Regions from separate parts of the Mus musculus genome. Here region 1 is linked to region 2. A link is a contact called in public Hi-C data. All regions are on one chromosome and are shown on one strand. The core of a region is the stretch at or near the end of the contact, and the rest is flanking DNA. Distances in the headings are between cores, read along the strand shown.

The links. Hi-C and Micro-C count contacts between places; a contact is called where the count stands out from the background.
Region 1: a contact with region 2 is called in a Hi-C map of muscle stem cells, with 3 times the contacts expected there. The contact joins two enhancer-like sites. A contact is called at or near these places in 1 of 15 datasets of contacts at CTCF or cohesin (the NIH/3T3 cell line), 39 of 484 Hi-C or Micro-C datasets (B cells, the Ba/F3 cell line, the C2C12 cell line and 24 more), 7 of 115 datasets of contacts at active chromatin or transcription factors (the NIH/3T3 cell line, bone marrow-derived dendritic cells, bone marrow-derived macrophages and 4 more) and 1 of 9 other capture datasets (liver).

The regions. Positions count from the first base shown.
Region 1 is chr6:134,939,094-134,946,372 of GRCm38.p6, reverse strand. The region is part of intron 1 of Lockd (lncRNA downstream of Cdkn1b); the gene reads right to left. Among named protein-coding and RNA genes, the nearest start is that of Lockd, 14 kb to the right of the region's middle. Within about 2 kb of position 2,157, at least 25 of the 459 cell types and tissues checked have an H3K27ac peak or open chromatin away from gene starts, as enhancers often do. A contact at or near this core is called in the C2C12 cell line, embryonic fibroblasts, muscle stem cells and 1 more, where this site is marked.
Region 2 is chr6:134,669,829-134,676,467 of GRCm38.p6, reverse strand. The region is part of intron 2 of Borcs5 (BLOC-1 related complex subunit 5); the gene reads right to left. Among named protein-coding and RNA genes, the nearest start is that of Borcs5, 32 kb to the right of the region's middle. Within about 2 kb of position 5,372, at least 86 of the 459 cell types and tissues checked have an H3K27ac peak or open chromatin away from gene starts, as enhancers often do. A contact at or near this core is called in the C2C12 cell line, embryonic fibroblasts, muscle stem cells and 1 more, where this site is marked.

The sequences.
Region 1 (7,279 bases), core at 908-3,407, 270 kb before region 2:
TCCCGCTAAAACCAGTAACTGGGTGGAGAAGTAGCCTTGATGAGGTCGACCTCCTGAGGCCTCTGATTCAACAGGCAGACTCTACACAGAGTCTCCGCAATCCAAACTGGCCTTCAATTCTCACTCCCTTCAGTGCTGGGGAAAGAACGCAGGCTCTGTGCTAAGCAAGCCCCCTACCTCTGGGCTGCATTCCCAGCCTCTGGCCTCATATGCCTGGCTCTTGCTGGGATCTCACTCTTCAAATACCTAAATCCTGTTACTATGACCACTGTGTGGTCTGATGGCTCAAGTATGTCGTCCTACATCAGTTTCACTTAATGAAGCTTTTCCTTTAATAGTCGTGTTTCGTGTGTGCTAAGCAGCATACCAAGGAAAGGCTGGGTGGATGCGTGGTGGCAGAAGCCCATGTCTCAGTGCTCGGGGGTGGAGGCAGAGGATTAGGTTTGGGACCTGGAGAGCCCTGGCTGTCCTGGAACTCACTCTGTAGACCAGGCTGTTCAGTAATTAAGAACACATACTGCTTCTCGAAGGACCCAGCACCCACATCAGGCAGCTCATGCCACCTATAACTCTGTCCCCAGGGGGTTCTGACAGACGCTTCTGGCCTCTGAAGGAACATGCATACAAGCAAACATACGTATGTGGTTTTAAAAATAAAAATAAGGGCTGGAGAGATGGCTCAGCAGTTAAGAGCACTGACTGCTCTTTCAGAGATCCTGAGTTCAATTCCCACATGGTGGTTCACAGCCCATCTGTAATGGGATCTGATGCCCTCTTTCTGGTGTGTCTGAAGACAACTACAGTGGGCTCACATAAAATAAATAAATATTAGAAAACAAGGAGGAGGAGGAGGAAGACAACAAGGGAAAAAAAAGAAAATGTCTTCTAAAAAAATAAATAAAAATTAATTTTTTTTAAAGAGGCTTTGAGCTGGGTAGCACATACCTTTGATCCAAGCACTCAGAAGGCAGAGGCAGGTGGATCTCCAACTTAGAGATTTGCCTGGTCTACAGAGTGAGTTCCAGGACAGCCAAGGCTACACAGAGAAACCCTGTTGGGGGTTGGGGGTTTGGACCCAGGTCCCAGCACCCACATGGCAACTAACAGCCCTGGGTCAGTCCAGCTCCAAAGGAATCTGATGGCCTTTTCTGGTCCCCATGGACACTGCACACATATGGTGCATGTACAAACAGTGGCCAGAGCACTCACCCACATAAAAATATAAATAAATCTTTTGAGAAAAAAATTCAAGGTGTTCCTGTGCTAAGGAGCTCCAGGTTCAGTAGAAAACTGTCTCAAAAAATGTGTAAGAGAAGCCGGGCAGTGGTGGCGCACGCCTTTAATCCCCGGACTCGGGAGGCAGAGGCAGGTGGATTTCTGAGTTTGAGGCCAGCCTGGTCTACAGAGTGAGTTCCAGGACAGCCAGGGCTACACAGAGAAACCCTGTCTTAAAAAAAAAAAAACCAAACAACAACAACAAAAAATGTGTGAGAGATTGAGGGAGACAGCCAGTTTCAGCCTCTTAGAAACACACACACATAATACATAATATGCACATATTTAATAATATGCATGCATACATACAGAAACACACATAATATATATGCATACACACATACAAACACATACGTACATAATATATAAAAATATGTATTCCATATTTGTTTACTTATTTATTTGGTATGGGCACACGTGAGTGCACACACATGCTACAGCCAAGCATGTGGATGTCAGAGGGCAGTTTGAAGCAGTCAGGGCTCTCCCTCCACCATGTGGGTGGGGTCCAGGAATTAAGCTCTAGTTGTCAGGCTCTGTGACAGCCGCTTTACCCACTGAGCAATCTCTGTAGCCACTTTTTAGGGTTTTTTTTTGGAGACAAGGTCTCATGTAGCCTAGGCTGACCTTGAACCTCTGATCCTCCTGCCCCACTTCCAGCATGCTCAGGGCATTCTAGAATTTATTTTTTTCTACCTAACACCAATAGCATTAAGCGCTGTATCGTGTGTTTGGTTTCCTAGGCACGTAAGGGAGGCATAAATACCATCCCCATTAACTGGAGGATGCCTTAACAAACCACAGAAAACTGAACCTCTTCCATCTTCTTACCACGTGAGATCTTACTGGTAACATTATCCCCAAACTTGTATTCCTTGATCTTTCGCAGCTGGCACACCAGAGAATGCCTCCTGCGAGACTAGCTCTTCCGTGACTTACTCAAGAGCACTGTGCACTGGGGAAAATCATTTTACATTTCCATTACCCGACCAGTCTTTAGTTACCACCCTGTACTTGGCTGACCTGAGCTGGATCACAGAATATTGGGTACACGAGGTCACTCGCCCAATCTTTCTATTTACAGATGAGAGAATTCTAATTTGTAATTTCCTGCAGGGACTTTAGACAAGATGACTTATAGGTTCCTTCTGGCCACAGTCCCAGGATTCCTATTTCCTTGCTGGCATCAATGCATTCCACTGACACAGCTCAGGTTATTTTCCAAGAAAGCTAAGTTCCTAATTCATGGCCACAAACTACATACTCACAGGAGTCGAGGAAAGCAATAGTCCCTTCGTGCGGGATGAGCAGTGAATATCTAGGCTCTCATTAGAAAAGGAAGACCATGTGACGATGTTACCTGATGGCTTAGGAAAGCCAAAAGTGGCTTCATTTTGCAGCCACGCTGAGGTCAGGCTGTTATCTCCGACATGACTAGTGTATTGTGCTCATAATAGTCTGCTGGAGGAGATGGACAGGAATGTAATTACTACAGAGAATTAGGCAAGTGTTCTAAAGGCCAAACACTAGGAAGGGGCCTCAGTACTTCAGTTTTATGCCCTGGTGGTTCGAGATCTTGAACAATGGTGTTTAGCTGAGCAAAGATGTAGGAAGAAAAATCTAAAATCCTTCTCTGGGCCAAACTGTGTCAGCAATAAATAAAATACTACAAAAAAAAATTACCAAACACCAGGGACCTTAAAAAAGAAAAATCTATCACCAAGATTGAGGTATGATGGCACACTCCTTTAATCCCAGTACTGGGGAGGTAGAGGAACTTGGGGGTAGAGGTAGGAGGGATCAGGAGTTCAAGACCATCCATGGCTTTGTGGCCAGTTTGAAGCTAGTGTGTACTATTCGAGACTTTCATAGTTAATGCTGTCAATCTGAGAGCCATTGATAGCTCAGAGAGATAATACACTAGTCGCCAAGCTCCTGAGTTTGACCCCGGGACCCACTCGAAGGAGAGAACTGACTCCTGAAAGTTGGCCTCTGACCTCTCTGTGCACACAAATAAATGCTTAAAAATTATACATAAATCTGAGAATAATCATGCATGCCTTTAATCTCAATACTCGGGAGACAGAGGTAAACGGATCTCTGTAAGTTCAAGGCTATCTTAGTCTACATAGAGAGTTCCTGGACAGCCAGAGACATGTAGAAAGAGATTTTGTCTAGATAGATAGATATCTAGATAGATAGATAAATAGATAGGTAGAATTTGTATATACATGCACACATATATACACTGTCAATTAGACAAGATCTAGAATTACTTTGTCATGGTTTGTTTCCTGTTGCTGTGATAAAATACCCTACCTAAAGCAACTGGGAAGAGAAATGGGTTTATTTTTAGCTCACAGTGCCAAGCTATAAACATTCATAGAAGGGAAGTCACAAAGGCAAGAGCCTGAGTCTGCTGGCCACAGTTCACCCACAGTCAGGAACAGACAACGATGAAGGCTTGTGCACCAGTGCTCAGCTCAATTTCTTTACTCTTATGAGGCCCATGATCTTCTGCCTAGAGAATTGTGCCTTGTCTTCCCACACCAATTAACATATAAAACAATTACCCAGAGGCATGCCCAGTGGCCCATCTCCCAGGAGGTTCTAGAGTCTGCCAAGTTGACTATTAAGAGGAACAATTGCGCACCTAAGAGATACTCTGTCTCTGGGCACAGCTGTGATAGTTACAAGACTGAGTTCATTGAAATGAGAAGAGCCACCTGTTATGTAACAATTTACACCAAGATTGAAACATTCCATCTAGCAGGGAAGCTCTTTAAGCAGGGAGATAAACAACTCAAAAAAACTTCAGGAAGTCCCTGAAACTGACAAAATTCACTGTGCCCCTCCCTGCCAGAATAAGCAATAAAAACTGAGATTCCCTCTCAGAAAAGCTCAGCTGAACTACAAAGACTCTCAGGCAAGCAAAACTTCAAGGAATCCTCTGAGACTAGACCAGCTACTTAGAAGAAGCAGAAACTAACAGAGCTGTCTGGAAGAGGTTTAGACCAATGAGGCAACTCGAAAGGACATTCTCCAACCTAGTGAGCTGCCTGCAAGCTATGCGGTGAGCTCCAGGTTCCCAGCTTTGTGAGGTGTCACCTGTAGTGGCTTCAGTGACACAGCTGTCTTTCAGTCATTTCTGCTCCTGTAAGTAACTCCTCACCCATATTCCTATAGGTGACCCCAATAAAACTCACCAAGTTGGACTTCGGTGGTATCTGTAATTTGGTCTGTTACCAGCTTCCTATGTGGGGTGAGTAGATGTGTGTGCTGCATTTCCCCTGGAAAAGTTTTGTCACACAACACAATCTTAAATGTGAGTGACACTAGCTTCATGGAGGACCTGAGTCCCAGATTAAGCAAAAAGGAAAAAGTGAGCTGAACACCATTATTCATCTTCCTCTCTGTGTTCCTGACTACAAAGGCAATATCACCTGCTGCCTCATGTTCCTGCTGCCAACTACCATACTAATCCAAGTGGGGTACCATCCCCTATGTTCCAGTGACTTCCCTGTAAGATGTATGACTTTAAGCAATGCTTCCCTGCTCCTCGAAGGGAAATCTGCAAGAGATGCCAATGTCTGGAGAACCAGGGGGCTGAGCTGTGTCACCAAAGCAGGAAGCAACAGGGGAAAGCTTGCACTTACTTAAAAGAATCGAGGGCTGCTCCCAGCAAAAGACACATACATGTCACCTGAGCCTGTGAAAAGTGAAACACCTGGGGATATGTCAGACAGAATTGATCCCGTGGAAGAGTAGATTAGCAGCATCATGAATGCTAAAGCCAAAGTAGAAGACTCAGTCTCTCTAGACCAGAGAATGCCCCAGCTCCAGATATTAAGAGAAAAATCAATGAAGAACAGGCAAGACCTGAGGTTGGCGCATCAGTAGAAAAGCTTGGGATAAAGAGAAAAGAAAAGAAGACAGAGCTATAGAACCCAGATGACAGAGCCAAAAAGTCTATGTCTAGGGGCAAAGTCGTGTAAAAAGACCGCGCTTGAGGTGTAGAGGGTGGAATGAGATCCATCAGCCTCCTGCAGAAGAAGGGAAAACAAGAAGAAAAAATGCTGAAATGCTGAAAATGCAATCTGGTGATTGCAATTGAGAGAAACTGGAGCCACCTAGACTGGAACCTCAGGGGAAAAAAAATCCAAAAGATGAAAACATTGTATACACCAAGAAATTAAGAACAAGAATTCAATGGGACAGGAAAACATGTAGTAAAGACATTTAAGAAGGACAAATTGGCTTAGTGATAAATTCCAGTATGCTTTTCACCTCCAGTGTAAAGGGGAACTGTAAATAATGCTGGCCATATTTAAGGAAGGAACGAAGGAAGCTTGGAGCTTTCCTGGCTGTGCACTCTTCAAACTCCGATGGAGATCAAGACAGGGCTCATCAGGGGTCTCAGAGTAATTTAAAAGTTTTGGGGTGGGCAGGCAGGAGTCCTGCCCTCTGTCCGGCACAATAAAGCTCTGAATAAAAAAAGAAACAAATAAACAAATAAGCAAAAACAAAAAACAAAAAACAAAAAAACAAAAAAAAAACAAAAACCCTCAGCCTTTGAAGGGGGAGAAAGAAGCCCCCTGCCCCCTAGCCTCTCACCTGGGAGTGAGGACTAGGAAGCAAGGTGAGAGCTAGAAGCTGCACAGCCTAAAGGAACAAAAAGAGGAGCTGGGCAGAGCCAGGTCAGGCTCAAGGCAGGAAAGGTTCTGGGAGCAGATGATAGTGGTCTATAACTATAATCCAAGCACTTGGGGCTGAGGCAGGAGAATTGCTACTACTTCAAAAGTGAGAGACAGAGAGAGACAGAGACAGAGAGAGACAGAGAGGGAGAGAGATAGTGAGGGAGGGAGGTAGGGAGGGAGGGAAAAAGAGAGAGAGAGAGAGAGAGAGAGAGAGAGAGAGAGAGAGAGAGAGAGAGAGAGAGAGATTGACTTCTTAGGTACCCTTGTAGACCAGTGGTTCTCAGTATTCCTAATGTTACAACCACTTAATACAATTCCTCTTGTTGTGGTGATCCCAACAATAAAATTATCTTTGCTGCTACTCTATAACTGCAGTTTTGCTACTGTTATGAGTCGTACTATAAGTACTTTTGGAGATGGAAGTTCGCCAAAGGGGCCTCGACCCACAGATCGAGAACTACTCTTCTAGCTAAGTGTGTGCATATTTATGAGCCCTAATTTTTTCACAAGAATGTTTCATTTTGTAAGTATTACTCTTGCTTTTTGCCTCCATATAACAGGGCCAACTTCTCCTACCAACAAGTCAAAAGTGCTCAAGGTGGGCTTCATGGTTTTGGTTTCCCATTGCTGGAGACTGAATCTCCAGGCAAGCACTCCCTGCGTGAGCTATTCCTCAGCTCTCCCTGGACTGTTTGCATGTGTCATTTTTTTATATACCATCAGTTCCATCAAATAATCAGTCCTGTATCTTAAAATCAAATGGAGTCTTGGAGCTAGAAAATGGCTCAGTGGCTGAGCGCTTATTAAGCTCTTACAGAGGATCCAGAGTTTTGTCTCTAGCACACTCACATCAAGTGGCTCCCAACCACTGCAAACCCCAGCTCCCAGAGACCTGACACTCTCTCTTGTCCTCTAATGGCATACACGTGTGACATACACTCTCACACAGACACAAACATATACACATGATTAAAAAAAAAAAAAAGCCAGGTCTTGTGAGGAAGCTTAGACTGGCCTCAAACACTTGGCTATCCCCCTGTCTCTGCCTCCTAAAAAGGGGGACTACAAGCTTGAAGCACCATACCCAAAATCAAATGTTTTGTTCAGATACTTTCTTGTTTCAAAATAAAAACTTACAACAATATAAGACCATTCTAGAAAATACACATACCTGATTATTCCCTGTCTTAGTCAGGGTTTCTATTCCTGCACAAACATCATGACCAAGAAGCAAGTTGGGGAGGAAAGGGTTTATTCGGCTTACACTTCCATACTGCTGATTATCACCAAGGAAGTCAGGACTGGAA
Region 2 (6,639 bases), core at 4,123-6,622:
TGCATCACTGTGCTTCCTGGCTGGACACAAAGGCCCAATGGCTGCCTTGCCTCCCTGCTGTGATGCGCTGTGCCTCCATCTGTAGCCTAAGTAAAGTACACGGACCCTTAGTTATGCTGGTTTTGTCAGAACAATGGAAAATGAGAGGGCTTGAAGGAAAAGCTGTCTCTCAATAGCTCCGTGGTACTTACTGTTCTTCCAGGGGACCTGAGTACAGTTGCCAGCACTACATGCGTGTCCCACACTCTCCTGTAACTCCAGCTGCCAGCACTACACTGGGTGTCCCACAGTCTCCTCTAACTCCAGCTGCCAGCACTACACTGGTGCACAGTCTCCTGTAACTCCAGCTGCCAGCACTACACTGGGTGTACCACACTCTCCTGTAACTCCAGCTGCCAGCACTACACTGGGTGTCCCACAGTCTCCTCTAACTCCAGCTGACAGCACTATACTGGGTGTCCCACAGTCTCCTGTAACTCCAGCTGCCAGCACTATATGCATGTCCCACACTCTCCTGTAACTCCAGCTGCCAGCACTACACTGGGTGTCCCACAGTCTCCTCTAACTCCAGCTGCCAGCACTACACTGGGTGTCCCACAGTCTCCTCTAACTCCAGCTGTAAGGGAGTCTTCTAGCTTCCTCTGACACCTGCAAGCAAATGGTATTCACTCATGGAAATAGACATATGTGCACATAAATAAGACAATAAAAATAAATCTTTTTTAGAAAGAAAAAGGTAGAGGGAGAGAAGGAGAGTAGGAAGGAGAGGGAGAGAAGGAAAAGGAGGAGAGGGCGAAAGAGAGAGAGATCCCTTCCAGTTCTGAGATCCTATAAGCCTTATATGCTACAAGACACAAATAACTTTCTGGTGCTCATGGAAGAATAGAGTTTTGCTCTAATAATAATGCCCCTAAAAACCAAAGGATTTCCAAATTGAGGTAAGAGACGGATTTACCACTCAACTCAAACAGGACTGAATGTGAATGGATGGATGCCCTAATTCGGAACCTTGTTCTTTTCCTCTCTCAGTTCTTTTCCTTCCTGGGTGCTGTGCTCACAACCTTATTGGATCAACACCATAAACATTCCCTGACCTCTCCTGCAGAGCTATCCCAGAGAAACAATCTTAGATGAAGATTTACATGGCCATATTTTTATAAAAATTCTAGTGTTATTTGAATGTCCTCAAACAAGACAATGGTAATGATTAAAATGGTGTTTTCAAATAATTTCCAAATTATATGGCGAATGTCAGAATGCTAATCAAAACTGTGACATAAAATACACATTCAGAATAATTCTAGCTGTAAGCAAATGCATGCCCTGATGTCTGCCCACAGGAAGAAGGAAGCGCACATGACGATGTTATTGGTTATTGGCCTATACAGGAAAAGGCTTTACTTTTCTTTCTTGTAATTGTTTTCCCATTTCTTTAAAATAAACAAATCATTTGTTATCAAAATATGAGCACAAGAAGCTGTATTATAGCTATCTTGGATTTGTGACACAAGAAGTAAAATAAATCCTTTCAAAGAAGGAAGGCTGGAATTAAAAAGTCCGGTTTATATCTCAGCCTGAGCTTTCTGTGGTTGCTAGGCATACTGCTACCTTTAAATTAATTGGTAAGCATGGAACAGCTGGACAATATCCGCTTTTATTGAGGATGTGGAACAACAGGAACTCAACATAGGAAGCAAGGATATAAACTGACATAAATACTTTGAAGGGTAAATTGAGTATGGTAAAGCAGAAACATGTGCACTCTGGGACAGCAGCTTGTCACCGGTTACCTGCTTTAGAGAAAACTCTTATGCATGTGTAAAAAGTGTGAGAAAGGATGTCTGCTGCAGAATTTTCAATAGTGAGACAACAGAAAACTCAATCATTAACAGGACCAGGCTAACTACACAGTAATGGATAAATAAGGTATATTCCAGAAGCACATGGAGCATGCACATAGATTACTATTCATACACAAGTGAAATGCATATATCATGCAGAGATACAGGAAAATGCATATATCATGCAGATATACAGGAAAAAGCAGTCATGAAAAACACAAGTCAGATGATGATTTCCTATATTGTGTTCTTTAGGCACAAAGTCAGAATATCAGAGAATGCTAAAAAGGATGGTGTATTAGTTTCTTTTCTTGATGCTATAACCAAATACCTCTCAAGAAGAAATCTGAGATAGAAGGGATGTTGTTAGCTCACAGTTTGAGGAGCCAGTCTACTGTGGTAGGGCAAGCACAGCATCAGGAGGTCTGAGGAGGAGGGGATGTGTAGCAGCTACCTCCTCACACATCTACACAGCGGGATGTGTAGCAGCTACCTCCTCACATGTCTACACAGCGGGATGTGTGGCAGCTACCTCCTCACATGTCTACACAGCAGGATGTGTGGCAGCTACCTCCTCACGTGTCTACACAGCGGGATGTGTGGCAGCTACCTCCTCACATGTCTACACAGCAGGATGTGTGGCAGCTACCTCCTCACGTGTCTACACAGCGGGATGCAGAGCGATGAACACTGGTACTCTACTGCCTTTACTACTTCCCCTATTTTCACCCAGTCCAGGCCACGCCCATGGGATGTTGGTGTCCACACTCAGGGCAGGTCCTTCCCCTTCTCCTCTCTGGACACATGCACAGACACAACTGAAAGTTGTCACTAATGTCCTAGACATTAATTAATTCTTTACTTATACTGTTTATTTTTGCGAGAGTACCTCGTGTACCACAAGCTGACCTCAAACTTGCTATGTAGCTAAGATTAGCCTTGAACTCTCCTGATCCTGCCTCTAACTCCTAATGATTAGGATTAGAAATATGTACCCCTAAGAGTCTCCTAGAGACTACTCAAGCTGACAATAAAAATTAGCCATTACACATGGGATGAGAGATCTAAGTTTATTTTTCTTTTCCTTGAAGGGACAAAAGATCTGAAACAAATATGTCCAATTGTTAAGATCTGATAAAGATGAATGAATAGAAAGCAGTTAACTTCTATATGCCAAGATACTATAAAGAGACATTCTAAATAATCCTATAAGCATTAGTGATCTCTACTGCAGCAATCTCTGCTGAGGACAAGGCTGTCTCTCCACAGCAGGAGTCTTTAAACTCTTGGGGATATAAGAGCCCTCTACAAAGTTGATGCAAACCATGGTGCTTTTTCCCAAAAGGGTTTGGTACACCTTACCCTCAGCCCCAGGCAGCATTTGGAAATTAACTACAAACTTTCTTTGGTCATGTGGTTGACCAGGTAATTTCTAGTTGTGGTAAGAGTTTACAAGGGTAGACAATTAGAAATGGTGACACAGTAGGCACTCAGAGAAACAGTCTATGACATAAATAAAACTTTCACTTGAAGAAAGGCTGCTAGGATGACTACTGGCCAAAGTCTTAAAATCCAGTGCTAGGCATGCAACTGAAGGTCTATCTGTAGAACCGAATGATCTCTGGGGAAGCAGTCTAAGAACTATTCTTAGGCTCAATTAGGCCTTAGTGCAAAGCCAAGGTTATAAGTTGTAGCTGATAACAAAGATTAAGGAGACTTGCTCATATTTCATAAATGTTTCCTTTATTTGTGCATCTTATTTAATAACATTTCATCTGGCAAGTTTGAAGCTAATGTTTGGCTAGTGTTTGTGCATAGCTTTTCCAATAACACATTGCTTTACTTTCAGAAAGTCCAGATCAGTGGAAAACTATGACTCTCTGAGTCAGACTTGGGGAAACCTGGGGGTAAATGGTTGCTGAGACCTAGAAGCCACAACAGATGCAAAAGGCACAGTGTACATCTAGGAAGACACATGGCACATGGCTTATGAGCTGGCACCTGCAAAGGGGCATGAGATACTGTATTCTGATATGCATCAATAAATACTGTCAACATACATGTGAACATCCAACATGCATGTGAACATCTGTAAATAGAATCATTATCTCAGAGTGCTTCTCTCTTAGACGCTCCAAACTGTGGCCTTCTGAACTAAAGAGTTCCAGAAGCACACTGTTCTACGCTTCACAGCACAGGAGATCTCTAGATTTTGTTCCCACCTCTCACTGTCTCTGTCTCTCATCTTTGCATACCAATCTCAGGCACTTTCTCATGCCTGCCTCTTCCCCAGGCCTCCATCTCTTGTTTCCTCCAACCCCTTGTCTCCACCGTGAGCTGCTTACCTCCTGCCTCTCAGGATGTAGAGGAAGCACCACAAGACTAGACAGCTGGTACCGTTTGGGAACCAATGGCCCACTTAAGAAGCCTTGTGCCTCTTCCTCTATTTCCTGACAATGTCTCCCTCCAACCCCCACCCCCTGCATCTATTTTTCCAAAGTATTTTATCCAGTTTTCAGAAATAAAATCCATTCCAAATGAAAGCTATGCTACACTGCAAGTACACAGTTCACTAAGATGTCCCATGATCTTTAAATAAATGATTAAAAACAAACAAACAAACAAAACTGGACTGTTTGGTGAGATAGGCTGTTTCAGCCTCTCCTAGCCCTAGAGAAAATTCTAAAAAATTATGGCCTCTCTTAACTGTCACAAAACTGAGGTCACTACTGGAATTTAGTGAGTAGAAAAGTTCAACACTCCAAACAGCACAGTGCACACACAACGAAGAGTAGTACACCCAAGACACCAGTGGTGTCTGCAACCCCTCCTCCTCTAAGCCTGGACCTTAGAGAGCTTCACTTAGATATTCACTTAGCTAGCTTCAGGTGATTCCAACCTGAATTTGGCCAATCTTGACACTGCCGAGTTTTTAGAAATATGGACAATTAGTTACCTAAACCTGGCCACCCAGGTTCCAACAAATTCCAATTTCCAACAAATTTGCCTAGGATTGGGGGGAGCAGGGGCAGGGGCAGGGGCAGGGGCAGGGGCAGGGGCAGGGGCAGGGGCAGAGGCAGAGGCAGTGGCCTTTTCTCCAAGGTTGACTGCTAAAACGACTATTCTGAGTTCCACGGCCCCGTGTCTTATGCACTTCTTCACTCATCATGATTGTAGGACTATTTTGAGACAAAGAAGCAACAGGGGCCATTCCTCCTTGACACTAAATCAACATAATTCCACAGCCCTCTTCAGGGATCAGCACACAGTGGCCCTCTGAGCCTGGAGAGGAGCCAGGAAACATCCCTGCTCCCAGCTCCTGTAAGGCGGACTCCTCCTGATAAGAAAAGCACAGCTTTTATACATAGCAATGCTACTCACAACAAGTGAGCCATTCTTACATTCCTTCTCCAGTTCATTTCCCCTACAATTCTTTTCCCCTTGTCTTCACTCTCTCCTCCCCATCCTGCTGTACTCTTTGTATGACAAAAAAGAAAAAAAGGAAAAAAAAAAGTTGCTTCTGGCCAACTGTGACATCAACTCATTCTTATTCAGTGATGTCCAGCAGGAACTTCGCTCTCCCAAAACGTTTGCTCAGTTCTGAAGCAACAAAGATGACTAACTTCCTTCTGTTTGCCTTCCCTATGTTCTTGATCTATTTGCAGATCTTCTGAAACATTTCTCTGACACAAGGCCCTATACGTGTGCACAAAGAACTTTCCAGGCAGTCTCAGCAAGCTAAAACATTGCCCCTAAGTTACTAGAAAGGGTAACATAACAAGATGACTTGATCATTTTTTTTAAAGATTTATTTTTTATTATATGTAATTACACTGTAGTTGTCTTCAGACACACCGGAAGAGGGCGTCAGATCTCATTACAGATGGTTGTAAGCCACCATGTGGTTGCTGGGATTTGAACTCAGGACCTCGGGAATAGCAGTCAGTGCTCTTAATCACTGAGCCACCTCGCCAGCCCGACTTGATCATGTTTACACCCCACAAAAGATATTTCTGTTTCATCATTGTAAGAAAGAGCTAATAGATGATCCAAAAAGATAAAAGAAAAATAAAAAAGTAAGCCCCAGACTATTCTAGATCATTTGTTACTTATGGGAGGGAAAAAAGAAAAGGTAAGAATAGCAACCATGTATTATAACTACTTTCTGCTATATACTTCAGCAAGGCACCGTTTAAATGCTTTTGAAGGCCAACATTTTACTCTACACATTAAGTAATATAAAGTTTAAAGAGCTGACTAGGGACTGTGGTTCTGGTGTCTAAGTGGCCAGCCGTGATGGGAGCAGCAGACTGTGTCAGGCTCAGCTCCTCCTTTGCTAGGTCTCCGAGGCCCCACGCCCTGACTTGACCGCAGGGCTGGGAAGGCACCATTCACAGTCTAAGCATCATCTACGCTTTGCCTGACACTGTCGTATTCTGGGATGCGCACAAGGAACCCAACCATGGAACTGTGACAGGGCACGGCACTAACATTTCCTTCTGGGGCTCTCAGGGGCATGTTGTAGGAATGAATTCACTCAGATCCAAATCCTACCTAGCAGTGATTGGAGAGGTGCCATTCTGAGCTCAGTAATCTTCAAGCAGATAGCTAGCTCACTGTTTGTGAGTTCCAACATTTCTCATAAATATAAATTGAAGTAAACTAAAGAAGGAACAAGAATTTAAAAAAAAATCTATCTTCCTCTGTAACTGTGACGATTTAACAAAATTCCAGGATGTGGTGCAGCTTAGAGATACAGCACTTGACTAGCATGCAAGAGATCCTGGGTTCCATCCCT